Linked DNA regions of Mus musculus: region 2 is linked to region 1. A link is a contact called in public HiChIP or PLAC-seq data. All regions are on one chromosome and are shown on one strand. Each heading gives the region's core, a stretch centred on a gene start, on an enhancer-like site or on the middle of the called end of the contact. The rest is flanking DNA. Distances are from core to core; before and after follow the strand shown.

Region 1 (7,391 bases), core at 3,652-6,151:
ATGCATACACTCTTTCTCACATACATACACAGAAAAAATATTTCAAAGTAAAACATGGAGGGAACTTTGTTAAGAGGGATAGCTTAAAGGAAAAAAGTGATAGTTGCCATAGTCAGGGTGATGTGGGGAAGGGTGTAAGTGGGGATCCCCCAAGGAGAATCTTCAGAAAAGTCCTCAGGACAAAGAAAGATATCTAACTTTTGTATCCTTTCAGAGGGTAGAAGGGAGGCCCACAGCACATGATTCAGTTCAACATAGCTTATCATGTGTTTCAGAGAACACGGAGGAGCCAGGTAGTAGGTAGATCAGGAATTAACCTCTTTGGAGCCACAACACAGCATGTCTTCTTAACTCTCTCTCACAGAGAGATAGCTGAAGGGGATATGGCCCAATTTCTTCATGTTAATAGGATCTGGCTACTTAGAGTCCAAGTATGATTTAGTTCAACATATTATAGGCAACCAGCTGCTTCTATAACTTAGATATTATGAATAAAAAGCAGAGTTTTTTTAGCCTCTTTTGTTTATTGTTAAATCACACTCCAGTGCTTAAGAAGTATACTTGGCACACCCCAAACATACACTCAATAGTTTAGACTGAAGAAACCAGTTAAATGGATCGTTAAGATGTGTCTGGATTTGAGCTTCATGTGTTTGATGTTAATAATACACCTGGGAAAACAATGTTAAAAGAACTGATAGTTCAGTTGTTTCCACTGTAAGACACAGAGACTTGCTCAGAATTATTCTCAGACATTAGAGTGTTGCTAAAAGGGTATCTGTGGGTTAGTATTCCCTCAGGAGGCAGCAAACATTTCAGAGCCACAGGCAGCATTTTAAACACTTTCTTCCCCCTTTCCTGTGGTTTCTCTCTTGTCCCGTCTCTGTTCCTTCTTATCCACCAGGATGACCACTCCATTCTTCATCCTTTTGTTCCACCAGGAGCTAGCTTCTCAGCCTTATATTCACCAATGCCCTGCTGGGCAGACCTTTCAAACCTCAGGAGTCACTGGACCCAACAATGGGAGCCACTTGTCACCAGGTACCCAGATGTAGAACAATCTTTCTCTAGTTCCTGAAGCAGGAAGCAATGTATAAGTGAGTCAAGCCCAGGATATGAATAATACAAGACAGTTTGAGATTGATTCTTTGGATTTTAATATATATTACTTATAGTAACTTGTAAGCATTGAAATACTTTCACCCTCCATCTTCCCTTGTGCTGGTTTGAGTAGGAAAGTGTTGTGTGTATATTTAAAAACACTCTTTCTCCATTGACCAGCCTGTGCTCCTAGCTTAGCTCCAAATCACTTGCAAGCACCCCCAATCTGGTAAAGCCAGGAGCTGCTACCTGTGCTCCACCAGCTACCTCTTCCTCCTGGCTGGCTTTGCCAAGTCACCATCAACTACTCTGTCTTCTCTCTTTCTCCTGCCCACCTTAGTTCCTCAGCAGAAAAACACTAGACAGCTTTATTATTTTAAAATTAGTCAGATAACACAATTGTTGGGCACATAATGTCCTGCCCTAAATTTATGGTCTATATCAGTCAGACTCCACCACTGGTAGAGGCTGCCAGTTCTAGCTATCTCAAGATCTTATATGGTTGTTCAAGTTTCTCATTCCAAAGTCTGGTCAAAAGCCCCTCCCTCCTCCCTTCTTGGACCCGGAAGTCCCATCTTTTACCCTTCACCCAGCAATTGGCTTCCACCTTCTTTATTGACCAAATCAAGAACCTATCAGGGAAACATCACCTCCCCCTACAGGAAAGACTCATGTGTTTGAATGCTTGGCCCATAGAGATTGGTACTATTAGAAATTTGTGGCCTTGTTGTAGTAGGTGTGGCCTTGTAGTAGGAAGTATGCCACTGTGGGGTGGGCTTTGAAGTCTCCTATGCTCAAGCTACACCCAGTGTGGCCCATAGTCATCTTCTGCTGCTTGTGGTTCAAGATGAAGAACTCTAGGCTCCTCCAGCACCATGCCTGCCTGCACACTACCATGCTTCCCACCGTGATAACTGACTAAACCTCTGAAACTGAAATCCAGCCCCAAAGTAAAGGTTTTTATTCATAAGAGTTGCCATGGTCATGTTGTCTTTCCATAGCAATGAACCCTTAAGACATCCCCTCACCTGATCCCTCCTGTTCTCATCCTTACCCCCCCCCCACTGGTCTCCTCCCCCAATTTCACCCATGATGCTTATTCTATTTCTCTTTCTCAGTGAGATTCATGCATCCTGCTAACTTAGCTACTTTGGGATTATAGGTTGTAGCATGGTTATTCTGTACTTTTAAAGCTAATATCTACTTATAAGTGAGTATATACCAAGTTTGTCTTTCTGGGTCTGGGTTACCTCACTCAGGGTGATCTTTTCTAGTTTCATCAGTTTGCCTGAAAATTCTATGATGTCATTGTTTTTAATAGCTGAGTAATATTCCATTATGTAAATGACCACATTATTCACTCTTTGGTTGAGGGACATCTAGGTTGTTTCCAGTTTCTGGCTATTATGAATAAAGCTGCTATGAACATAGTTGAGCAAGTGTCCTTGTGGTATACTGGGAGAGACAACTGAAGTTGGTATGGGGGGGGGGTACATCTCTGGAATGAGCTAGAAACCTTGGGCAATGGAAACTCCCAGGAATCTGTGAGGCTGACCCTAGCTAATACTCCTGGCTGTGGGGGACATGGAGACTGAATCAGCCATCTTCTGTAACCAGACAAGACTTCCAATGGAGGGACTGGGATACCAATCCAGTAACATAACCTTAGACCCACAATTTATCCTGCTTACAAGATGTCCAGGGGTAAAAATAGAGCAGAAATTGAGGGAATGGACAACTAATGACTGGTTCAGCTTGAGACCCATGCCATGAGAGGAAGTCCACCCCTGGTACTGTTAATGCTATTTTGCTTCACTTGCCGACAGGAGCTTTGCATAACTGTCATCATAGAGGCTTCATCCAGCAACTGATGGAAATGGATGCAGAGACTCACAGCCAAACATTAGGCAGAGCTTGGGGAATTCTGTGGAAGAGGGGGAGGAAAGATTATAGGAAAGGGGAAAGGGGGATCAAGGACACGACAAGGAAACCTACAGAATCAACTCGTCTAGGCCCATAGGAGCTCACAGCGACTGAATTGCCAACCAGAGAGCATGCATGGGACTGACCTAGATTCTCCACACACATGTAACAGTTATGTAGCTTGGTCTTCTCATGGGACTCCTAATAGTGGGAGCAGAAGCTGTTTTTTGACCCTGTTGCCTGCCTTTGGGACCCTTCTAACCTACTGGATTGCCTCATCTAGCTGCAATAGGAGAGGATGCAGCTAGTCTTACTTCAATTTGATATACCAAGGCTGACTGATATCCATGGGAGGCCTCTCCTTTTCTGAACAGAAAGGGAAGAGAAGTGGAAGAGGTGGATGGGCGGGGAGAACTGGGAGAAGCTGAGGGGGGAAACCAGTCAGGATATAAAGTAAATTAATTAAGTAATTAAAATCAAAAACATTGGGATAGAAATTGTCAACGTATAGGTAAGAAAAGAAAGTCGCCTGGGGTTCTAAGCACTTGAGAGTTTAGTTCTAAGCACTTTCTCCCTTGCATAGATGGTCTTCCTTTTGTGAACATGATGTCATAGGCTGCGCTGCTGTACCAGAAAACCTGTAACCCCACAATTAATAAAGAATAGAGACGTGTTTCTTCACAGCTATGGAGGCATGTCTTGGTCATGGCATTGACAGATTTTGTTGTCTGGTGACGACTGCTCTCCATTTCCAAGATGGCGTCTCACTGTTGTGTCATCCAGAGAGAAAGGATGCCCAGTCTTTAGAAGACAGAAGTGGCGGGGCAAGTGAGCCCAAGGCGTCATAAAGCCTCTTTTAGAGGAATCTTAATCTTATTCACTAGAGGTGGAGCCCTTGTGGATCAATAGAGAGACAGGTGGAACCCTTATGGCTCAAAGAAACTCAGTGATATTAAATTTTATATGGAGAACGTTTTGTTGACATTTTGAGCTCATCCAATGGCCCTTGACAGAGAAAATATAGCTTTGTTGTAACAGGACTAGCCTCCCATCTGGAGTTATCACTCCTCTCTTGAGGTAAACTTTGTTTTTCGAAATTTACTGCTGTGTACTTAAAGATTCGAAAAGCCTACCCTTGATATGTTTCCCTGAAGACTGACAATTCTACTCCAGGTGACACCAGAGTCAAGATCTGGCTAAAGTGGGAGTTGTGAGTGACTATCAAGAGCATGGGGCAGGTAGCTCCTTAGAAGCTGAGTCACAAGGCAGACAGGTGTGGGGAGGGGAGAGAAGGGTGTGACAAGTCCAGACCTCTCTAAGTACTTCTCCAGCCATTGGCAGCAGTGTGACTCAGTAAAGCAAACACATCCTCTCACATTTAAACAATTAAATAACAATGTGAAAAATTTATCTGGCAGTTTTTCACTCTCTCACAGGTGTGTTGGGCTCACCTGTCCCCAACTAGAAATCGAGGCCAGCTGGCCTGGTAGTGATGTCTGATGTGCCAACACACCCAGAGGCCTTGGTGGGAAGCCTGAGGAAGCGCATGATAGCGGCTGGCACACTGGAGTACTCGGCCCTGAGGATTCCACTCTGGGAGAGCAGCTTGTCGGTGATCATTAAGCCTGAAGCCTAGAAGTGGACCTGAACATTCAGGCTAAAGAAGAGTCTTCTGTAGAGTTTTGAGAAGGACAACTTCCTTTTTGAAAAAGATTCACAAGTGTGCCTTTGGCTTGGTGTTTTTGTGTGGTGTGTAAAACCACAATAGCTGCCGTTGTGTAACGTTAAGATTGACAGACAGCCTGGGACTAGTCTGTAGATATGACTAATGGAGGAAAGCTGAAAGGGAGATGGAGGCAGGAAGTTCAGGGCTGTCAATGCCATCAGTCACAGAGCGCTACTGTTGCTAGGTGGCAATAGAAGCTACCAGATTTGCTCCCTACCTCCTTCTCTTTAGTCTGAAGGTGGAAAAGGTAAACACTGATTCATTCATACTTCTAGATCAGCTGTGGTCTTGAGCAACTGTTTAGCTGGAATTCTGGACTGGGATCCTCTAAGAGAGCCTGGACATGTTGGCTTTAAGTCTTGAAGCCTTAGAATTGCTGCCACACTGATGTCTGCAAAGGCACCTGTTTATTCTACCCCAGGACTCACTGAAAGTCACCCCTGAATCTCCCCCATCAGCCCATTACAAAACACAGAAGGCAAAACAAGCTGTTCATGGGATTCTGAAGCCTACAGACTTACAAAGCCAGAACCGCTGCAGGATAGGTAAAGCCGCAAGCCTGGTGTTGGAGGGAAGGCTCAGCAGTTAAGACCTGAGTTCAGTTCCCAGCAACCACATGGAGGTCCACAAAGCTCTATAACTTCAGTTCCAGGACATCTTACACCTTCTTCTGGCCTCAAAGGGAAATTGCATTAATGTGCACATACACACAGACATATACACATACAATTACAAAAAAAAATTTTAAGTGGTGAAATGGCACAAATTATTAGCAAAATGTTCTGAAATGTAACATTACACACCATACACACACACCCAAGCACGTACACACGGAATTTGCTCTGGTGTATCGTGAGCAGGGAGGAGTGGATCTTGGCTTGACATGAGATTTGAGAAGATTTCCAGAAGAAAGTGGTTTCTGGGCTAAGTTTTGGAGAAATAACTTGTAATTTTAATTTTTTTTCAAAACCTTTTTAAAAATGATGGTTCTTAAATGCTTTAACTTCCCTTGTAGCCCACCTGACCCACCAGATGTAGTGGGAAAGAAAGGATATGGGGAAATGGACCTGTTTAGAAAGTTTCTTTGGAGCAACTCCCATCTGTGTTGTCTGGAAATCGGCAGTTCAGTTCACAGCTCAGTAGCACCAGCTTGGTGCACTCGCAAACACTTTATGGATACACCAGCAGTCCTGTTCGGTAGAGTCGGGATAGCAAACAAGGATCAGCAGTGGTGGCTCTACCTAGCAGAGACAGCCAGACCTCAGCCTCAGCACAAGTCATTAGGAGGGACCCGGGCCAATAGGAACACCAGGAAAAGTTCTCAGCTGTGCCTCTATCAGTGAAGCAAAGATCAGCAAAGACTCAAGACCAACGAGTGTTGCACAGCTAGCTCTATAAGCAAGCCTACCAGAAGTGTTTTAGTGCATTTCTCTCTGTGGAGTTCTGATAAATGGAGCTCAACTATGTACTGTAAGGTGGACCAATACATGAGTGTTGTTATCAAAGAATTCTTCATCACGTGTCCTTTCAGAAGCAGAATGCCCTTTCACCTGTGTCTGCTGCAGCATAACGTTCCTTCACTAGTCCGCCTTAGTCTTTTACCTGTGTCCGATTCAGTGAAATGTTCCTTCACATGCTTGCCTTAGCAAGACACCATCCAGCACAACTGACTTCCAAAGAACCCATTTTGAAAATGGGCATTAAGACAAGGAAGGCAACTCAGGAGAACCAGGGAGAAAAGGCAGAGCTGAGCTACAGACAAGGCAGTGTGAGACAAGGACAAACAAAGGAGCTTGTTGAACCCAGCAAGACCTGAAGGGCCAGGAAGGCCTGGGACTTATCAGCTCTCATATGTCTTAAACATGTAATGTACTCCTGTCCCCTTAGCCTCTTCCCTCTTAAGCTGATTCCCAGGAGCCAGAACACCACCACCACCACCACCAACAACAACAATCTGAGAAGCAAAATCCATCCTTGGATTGCCTCAGAAAGAAAATGGAAACTAACTCCAAGAAAAGGTGGTCCTGACACTGCTAAATCACTCGAGTGAGGATTCAGGCAAGGGAAGGAGAGTGCCTTATTCCAGGGCAGCCTCCTTCCCCTGACAACCTAGGCAGATGGGCAGTACCACGGGCAGTACCATGTGGGGCTGCAGCAGCAGCTGACTTGTCCTTTAGCTGCCTGTGCCCAGTGGTTGGAACAGTGGTTTCCAGAGCCATGAGCTCAGGGTGCAGGTCGGTCTAGGGGGTATATTTAGTATATTTATATCCACACCTCCTGGAAGCTGGTGTGGGGAGAGTATTGTAAACTCCCCCAGCCTGGTTTCAGCACCCCTTAGAGCAGAATTTTCTCAGTGGTGTTCCTTTATTCTGGAAGGTCCTGCTCTAGTGACATTGAAAGTTTGCTGCAATGGTTGGACCTCATACTTTGCTAGTAGCTCGCACACTGTAAAACTTCCAGGATGTCCAGTTGGGAGCTGGGGTGGGGGTGGGGGGCGGCGGCGATTTGTTACAGTGTTTTCTAAGTGTAATCTCTCTTTTTCTTTTTCTTCTCTCTCCTCCCTTCCCCTCCCTTCCCCTCCCCTCCCCTTCTTTCCTTCCCTCCCTGCTCTCTCTCTTCCTGCTCCCCACTTCTGTGCATT
Region 2 (7,391 bases), core at 2,349-4,848, 77 kb after region 1:
AGGATTGTCACACAACTTCAATGGAATGAAACTATGCTTTATAGGATGTGCCCCCCCTCCCACCCATTTGCCCTCTTGAACAACTTACTAGAGCTACAAGAAGTGAACTCAGCCTGCTTTAAGGCCATTGTTATTTTCTTCATTTTGTCCTGAAATACACCATTACCACGATGGTATATCTGGGGACACTTTTATATATCGACATCTGTTCAGACAAAGCCGTGAGCTGGGTAATGAACAGAGTCTGGGAAATCAGTGGCCTCGCTCTTTATCATCTTGCTGGAGCTGGGCTGCTGTAAGAAATGGTTGCTTAGCAACAGTATTAATTCATCAGTGCGAACAACAAGCTCCCCTTCTCGCTAGGGAAGAATGCCATCTTGCCAATCAGAACTCCTGTTCCTAGGATAGTTTGGATGCCTTACTCAAAGAGGGGGTCTACTCGAGGTAAACTGGGGACACGCCTCTGCAGGGAACCATCTATAGCATGAAAGGAGAACAGTCAGATGTGAAGTTGAGTGGGGGATGGGAACTGCATTTCTGGGCTCCTGCTCACTCTTTTCATGAAGTAGATTATTCCGGTACAAAAACAGGAGCCACACAACTGGGCTTCTGTTTCATGCTTGGCAGGGAGAGCATGCGATCTTTTTCTTTTTAAGTAGCAGACCACAGCAACAGGAACTAGGCTCCTGAGCCTCTTGGCACTGGACATGAAGGATGAACCATAGCATCCCTGATCATGATGGTACCCACAGTGACCTGTGTGGTAGGAATTTCTGAAATGCACCCCTTGCCATGTGGTCCATTTTGCTCTCTTAAAGCATTCCACTGTCTGGATCCCAGCGGCTTTTGCAGGTTGAAAGTACATCACAACGGGGCCTCCACAGATGGTGGTTTTTCCATAAAAAGAGGGGAAGAAGTGAGCCCTTGAGGTTTTAAGAGAATACAGTTTCCACAGAGAGCAGCCTCAAATGCTTTTCCAGGTGGAATGAAACAGCCAGTCAGATCTGCCCGCTTGTCTTAAAATTGACTCACAAGGCGGGTTTTCCGTAAGAGAATTTTTCTAAAAATGAAACAAAAGAGGGAATCAACTTCCAGTGAATTCTATACAGAAAGAACCCTAAATGAGCCATAAAGCATTCGGCTATTCATGGAAGATAGAGGGAACGCCCCAGGTAGAGATGTCTGGGTCAGTGGCTCTGGCCCTGGGCTTGCTGCCCTCCAGCAAGCATGGCACAGACACTCCTGCCAGCTTCCATACAGAAACAGACTTACTTCCATCCGTGACTGATGCCCCATTAGCTGGAACTGCCACTGAACACTCAGGGTTATTTGCTGAGACATTTCTCCTTTATAACGTTTTAAATTACATTTATTGGAGGGATATACGTAGCACTGAAGAATGTGTGAAAGTCAGAGGAGATCTTGCAGGAATCAGTTCTCTCCGACTATGGGGGTCCTCAAGATAAAACTCGGGTCATCAGGTTTGGCACACTGTGACATCTCGCTGGCCGGCTTTTCTTGGTTCTAATACTAGTAGACAGCTGTGCAAAAATCAAAGTCTATAGAGTTTTATTTTGTCCTGCTAGTCAGAATTCAAAAGAGCTGCTTCTCTTTCTCTTCTCTTCTTCTTCCTCCTCTTCCTCCTCCTCCTCTTCCTCCCCCTTCTATACTTCTTGTATTTTTATGTGACATGCATGGGTGTTTTGCTTGCATGCATGTCTGTGTACTGTGCGCATAAAGTGCTTTGGGGGACAGAAGAGGCTATCAGACCCTCTGGAACTGCAGCTGCAGACAGTTGTTAACTGCCATGGTGGCTGGAAACTGAACCCATGTCCTCTGGAAGAGCAGAGAGTGCTCTTAACCACTGAGCTATCTCTTACAACATCCTCGGTCAGCAGGGCACTCCAGGTCATTTCTTGTAGGTGGAGGCATGGAGAACAGATCCTGTGAACCAGATATGGCTCAGGGCGGTCCTGTTGACAGAAGCATTTGAAGATGTGATATTTAATGTATGTGAAGCTTTGGCTCTGGCTAAGCAAAATAGTCGTGGCAGTCTGATTAAATGGGTGAGCATGCTAGATGTTACTTTAGTTAGCATGAAATCATTTCATGTTCCAAAACAAACAAACAAACAAACAAACATAGACCGCCTGTGAAGTGCTTTCAGTATTCAGTGAGCTTCAGGATTTTGTGAAGGACAAAACTCGAAGTGCTGATTTGGGGGAAAAAATGGGCTCCCCAAACTGTCTCAGCTTTGACCCAGCAGTTCTAGATGTATAGGAAGGAACCTTAATGTTTACTTTGAATATAAGGAAACTCAGAGAAGAAGATTACTCAAAGTTAATGAAGAGAGGTGTTCCCTCAGAGCCAAGAGTCCAAGTGTCTCCCAGTTTCTCACTGTCTCCCACCACACTGCTGGCATGGAGAACTGTGGGCCAGCTCAGCAGTGGCTTGAGGCTCTCCCAGACTCAACTGCACATCACTCGGGTCAGGTGCCTTCTTCAGACATGGTGTCTGCTTCTGAAGGAAGGGAGGTTTGATGGACAGTCCTTAGAAATCTCACATTTGGGGGCTTTAATTCTCAGCCTCCTTACAACAGTTACATTCTTGTAAATTCTACCCTGACACAGATGTTTTGAGCTTCCTGAGAGGAGAGGAGAGAGGAGGAGAAGGAGGAGAGAGAGGAGAATGGAGAGAGTGTGGAGAGGAAAGAGAGAGAGAGAGAGAGAGAGATATGAAATTGAAGACAAAACTAAAATAGTTTCATTAAAATATAGGATGTATTATTTTATTTGGCTGCTAACCCATAGTTAAATGAAGCTTTTCATAATATATTTACTCCAGAGTCATCTATTTAAAGATTCAAACTACATACACATGTTTAGAGACTCAAGAGTTTGAAAACGATCTTAAGATTGCCCTTCTGATGATCATGGGAGAGGTCTGGGTTCCTATGTCATCATGAACATGAAGCTACTTTAAGCCCTTGCTCTTTCATTAAAGACATATAAAGATGAGCTAAGATACTCACTTGATTTATTTTCTTCCTTAATAATCTCTAGATGAATTCAGATGTCAAACTATCTGAATATAAAGAGCAATGTTCAAAGACTGCCCGCATGATAGGGCTTAAGCGGTCTTCTTGAAGCCTTGCTGAGTCATGCCCCTAGCTGTTCACCCCTCCCCTGAGACATCAGGCAACTGTGAGAAATCTCATATGAACCCAAGTACACAAGGCTTGCACCAGTCCATAACCACCTCAGCCGTCTCGCCACTGGGGGTAAAAATGTCTCCCTCTGATCACTGACACAAAGGGCAGGGTTTAGATATTGGCAAGGGCATGGTTTGGATACTAGCTCACATGATTCCAGCAAGAACAGTCTATTTCTCGAGAGGTTTCCAAAATTAATAATACAGACATCTGGAAGTCACTAGTCCTCAAAAATTACAAACCCTTGATGATGCTTATCAGGGATGCTATCATGGGATGTTCTGAAAGGTCTTGAAGAGTTTTCTCCTGACATCAATCACCACATGCAGAAAGGCTGAGCGATAAGGAAGCGGTATCAAGCAATAGTCTGAAGGGACTTGGGCCAGTGTGCTGAGTCACTCACTGGCTTTCCACAAACCTTTTTAAAGGTTTGGATGAATGGAATATATAGAAACTGTACATATGATGTGCAAATAAATTGGTTAAGTGTTGTTGTTGTTGTTGTTTTAACAAAAAACACAGTTGTGTATCCAGCACCCCAGAAGAACCGCAGGTGGGAATCTCCATCCACATTCTTTTTTCTTTCTCTTGACTTAGAGATCATACGGCGTCTATCTATCCTTCTCTGCCTGGCTGCTTTTACTCAGACATATGTTTATGTGAGTCACCTGCTGTCCTGTTAGCAGGATCCTGTTCATTCTAATCTCCATTATGCATTCCACTGTGGGGAGTCTGCCTCTAGAGTAGTCTATTACTGATGCACATCTATTACTTGGCTTCACACTGTGAAGCAAAATTTATTGTCTGATTTGGAAGCTGAAAAAAAAAGTTTCATGTGGGATTTGTATGCTGAGAGGGAAGAAGAGAATGAAGGAGAAACTTCTTTGGTCTGCTTTGCTCCCCGCCCCCAACCAAAGAAAGATGCTCGTGAGAGCAGAGCTGCAACAGGCAGGAGAGGTCTCCAGTCTTTATTTTTTTTTTTTTTTTAAAGATTTATTTACTTATTTATTATATGTAAGTACACTGTAGCTGTCTTCAGATGCACCAGAAGAGGGCATTAGATCTCATTACAGATGGTTGTGAGCCACCATGTGGTTGCTGGGATTTGAACTTCGGACCTTCGGAAGAGCAGTCGGGTGCTCTTACCCACTGAGCCATCTCTCCAGCCCCAGGTCTCCAGTCTTAAGGAGTTAGGAAGAACCCCTGTCTATGGAATTCTCCAGAAGGACTACCTACAGGATACTGAATATGTGTAAACAACAGGAAAGCCCTGTGGTCTCTTAGAATCCTCTGTATTTACTTCAAAGTGGCTAAGACCCCCATTCAGCCCCAGGCAACTATGGGTTCAGTCTAGCTTCTCACCACACTTGGATGCCCGGCTACTACTTATCTCCAAAATTCTTAAGAATTAGAATTAAAATTCTTAAGATAAGATCCCAGGAATTTTAGGTCCCTGTCTTAGACATAATTTAGGCCAAACAGATTTATGTCCCAGTCTTAGACATAATTTAAGCCAAACCTTTCTGTTTTGATTAGCTCGTTTTTTATTCCCCTTTCCAAGAACACAATAATTATTCTGCTTAAAATGCCCTTGAGATTTTAAGATAATAAGTTTCCAATAGTTTGAGGCAAAGCTAGCTTAGCCCTGGTCATGGTTATCAGGATATAATGATTTATAATATATTTAAGCCAAGTCCGACAGTGTTGGTCTGTAATCCCAGATGTGGAGAGGCTGACATGGTAGATTGAAAATTCAAGGGCTGCTTAGGCGACACAGGAAGTCCAAAGCCAGCCCAAGTGACTTAGTGAGACTTTCTCAGGGCAAAAAGCAAAAGGAGGCTGAGAATACAGCTCAGTGGTAGAGCACACACTAGCCATACTGGAATAAGTGTGTGTGTGTGTGTGTGTGTGTGTGTGTGTGTGTGTGTGTGTGTGCGTGCGTGCGTGTGTGTGTGTGTGTGTGTGTGTGTGTGTGTGTGACAGAGAGAGACAGAGAGATACAGAGACAGACAGAGAGACAGGGACAGAGACAGACAGAGACAAACAGAGACAGAAACAGATGGACAGAGAGAGACAGGGAGACTAAGAACCAGTACATGAAATCAAGTACTATTATCATCAGAGAGAGAGAGAGAGAGAGAGAGAGAGAGAGAATGAGAGAGAGAGAGAGAGAGAGAGAGAGAGAGAATGAGAATGTTCATTTGGTAGGGGGATCCTGGGAAGAACATGGAATAGTGTTTGTATTCACTGGTTTGAAAAGACTTTGAGACTATGCCTATATTGAGGGTGTTTATGTTTAACATCTTAGCAAGGCTTTGAAGAAGTTGTATGTGTATACACATGGGTACCCTCAAAGATTTTAAACATTTCATAAAGAGCAAGCTACTGTCTGTACAAACAAACACATGAGATGATAGCGATTTTTTTTTAAAGACAAAGCTGGGAATTTAATTTTTGAAATTCCTCCTCTTGTCTCTTTTTGGCTGAGTATTTCTTTTCACTGTTTCTTCCTGACTACGTAAGCACATCACAACAATATGAAATAGCAGTCTATGGCGTGTGGCTAACAGGACATCAGGATACTCATTCACATCATCTCAGGTGGAACGAACATTCATGCTGTGGTCCAGAAGCATCCTTTGCTCCAGACAGCTGATTTTCAGGCTTAAAGCTCACTGACGAAAGCCATAGCCCTGCTGTGTGGATTGCAGGGAGGGAGCAGAAATGAAATGCTCTCTTTCTAGCTCATAACTACCAACAATTCAAGCTAACGTTTTCTGTCGTTTTGACTTTACTAATTACTGTATATTTTAATACACTTGAAGAATGAGATTTTTCACAATGACTCTATGAGGTAGGAAGAGGTGTCGTCTTTTACAAATTTGGAAAGTGGACTTAAAAGAAGTTAGCACTTGGCAAAGTGACAGGGCTGTGAATAACAGGACCAGAATCTGAAATCCAGCTCTGGCCAGGAGCCCAAGGCTTCACCACAGTAATGCACTAGCTTTCTTATACGTGCAAGATATCCACAGGGCAGATACCAGGAACCGAGCACAGGAACACTACAGGAGCCTAGAGAAAGGAAGACTTTGCTAACTCCAAAGGCTGGACACCTTGTATTGGATTTGTTTAAAGTAATGAAATGTAGCTCTCAAGGGGAGACAATCAGTATCAAATTTATCTTGGGTTTTGGCTCTCTTTTAAAACGGGCGACATGAAGATTCCATTTGGAGATTAAGAACTATGATGTCATTTGAGTAGATCTTCCCGCTAGAAATAGGAACGTTAATAAAACACATCAATGTGACTACATTGTGTGTTCATTGGGCAAAGAATGACTGTGAATGTCTGAGTTGACTACAGACATCCGGATAAACCTCTTCAGCCACTCACAATGGACCTTTTATTTCCTACACTGCTCAAATGAGCTCTTTCTTATGCTCTAAATAGCGACAGAGGAAGTCGCATTCTTCCAGTAATATCACCATAGGCCATGACATGGCTCCTTTGAAAGCTCATTTCCAATTTTTCAGAGTCACCTGTAGATTTAATTTAATTTCCCCCTATTTCAGACTCATATGATACATACATCATCTTCATATTAAAGCCTTGTGTTAAAATCCAGCTCAGACATACTGAGTGTTCATTAAGAAGGGTCCACTCTTCACTCCCCATAAAGCACAACTGTGAAGAAATAGAGAATCAAGAGGCAGAACTAGCCACAGGGACACCTGATCCATAGTTTCTTTCTGAAAGGGAGGAACAGAAATCCTGAGAAGATAAATGCCTTGCCTGTGGTCACAGAGGAGTAACACATTTATGATGAACACAGGACCTCTTTCTTTTGCCACAAGTCCATCCTTTATGCTCAGTCTAAATCCTGTGGTCAGAGAAGCCCTTGTTGTGAACTCTGGCCACCACTTTGCACAATGCTTGGAGCACGCAGTGTTGGAGCAACAAAGGTTGGTTGAGTTGGAAACTCCATCTAAGGCTGTTTCCCAGTAGGGCAGAGGTGAGGATTCTGAGTCTGGAGATGTTTGGGGAGGTTATGGGACTTTAGGAGGCGGAGTCTTGCTGGAGAAAGTCCATCACTGAGATGCTCTCGGCAACTTTATAGCCTCCTACCATTTCTCTTTGTTTCTCTGCGGTGACGATAATCGTCTCTCCTTTTTCTGCTCCA

What was found. HiChIP or PLAC-seq counts read pairs in DNA pulled down with a chosen protein or histone mark.
Region 2: an HNF4G HiChIP or PLAC-seq map of pancreatic cancer cells shows a contact between it and region 1. The contact joins two enhancer-like sites. A contact is called at or near these places in 1 of 15 datasets of contacts at CTCF or cohesin (the NIH/3T3 cell line), 15 of 484 Hi-C or Micro-C datasets (the AML12 cell line, cortical glia, dorsal root ganglion neurons and 8 more) and 8 of 115 datasets of contacts at active chromatin or transcription factors (SST interneurons, bone marrow-derived dendritic cells, embryonic fibroblasts and 5 more).

What each region holds. Positions count from the first base shown.
Region 1 is chr3:121,621,545-121,628,935 of GRCm38.p6, forward strand. No RefSeq gene overlaps it. Among named protein-coding and RNA genes, the nearest start is that of Gm33485, 19 kb to the left of the region's middle. Within about 2 kb of position 4,902, at least 34 of the 459 cell types and tissues checked have an H3K27ac peak or open chromatin away from gene starts, as enhancers often do. A contact at or near this core is called in pancreatic cancer cells, where this site is marked.
Region 2 is chr3:121,700,148-121,707,538 of GRCm38.p6, forward strand. No RefSeq gene overlaps it. Among named protein-coding and RNA genes, the nearest start is that of F3, 20 kb to the right of the region's middle. Within about 2 kb of position 3,599, at least 25 of the 459 cell types and tissues checked have an H3K27ac peak or open chromatin away from gene starts, as enhancers often do. A contact at or near this core is called in pancreatic cancer cells, where this site is marked.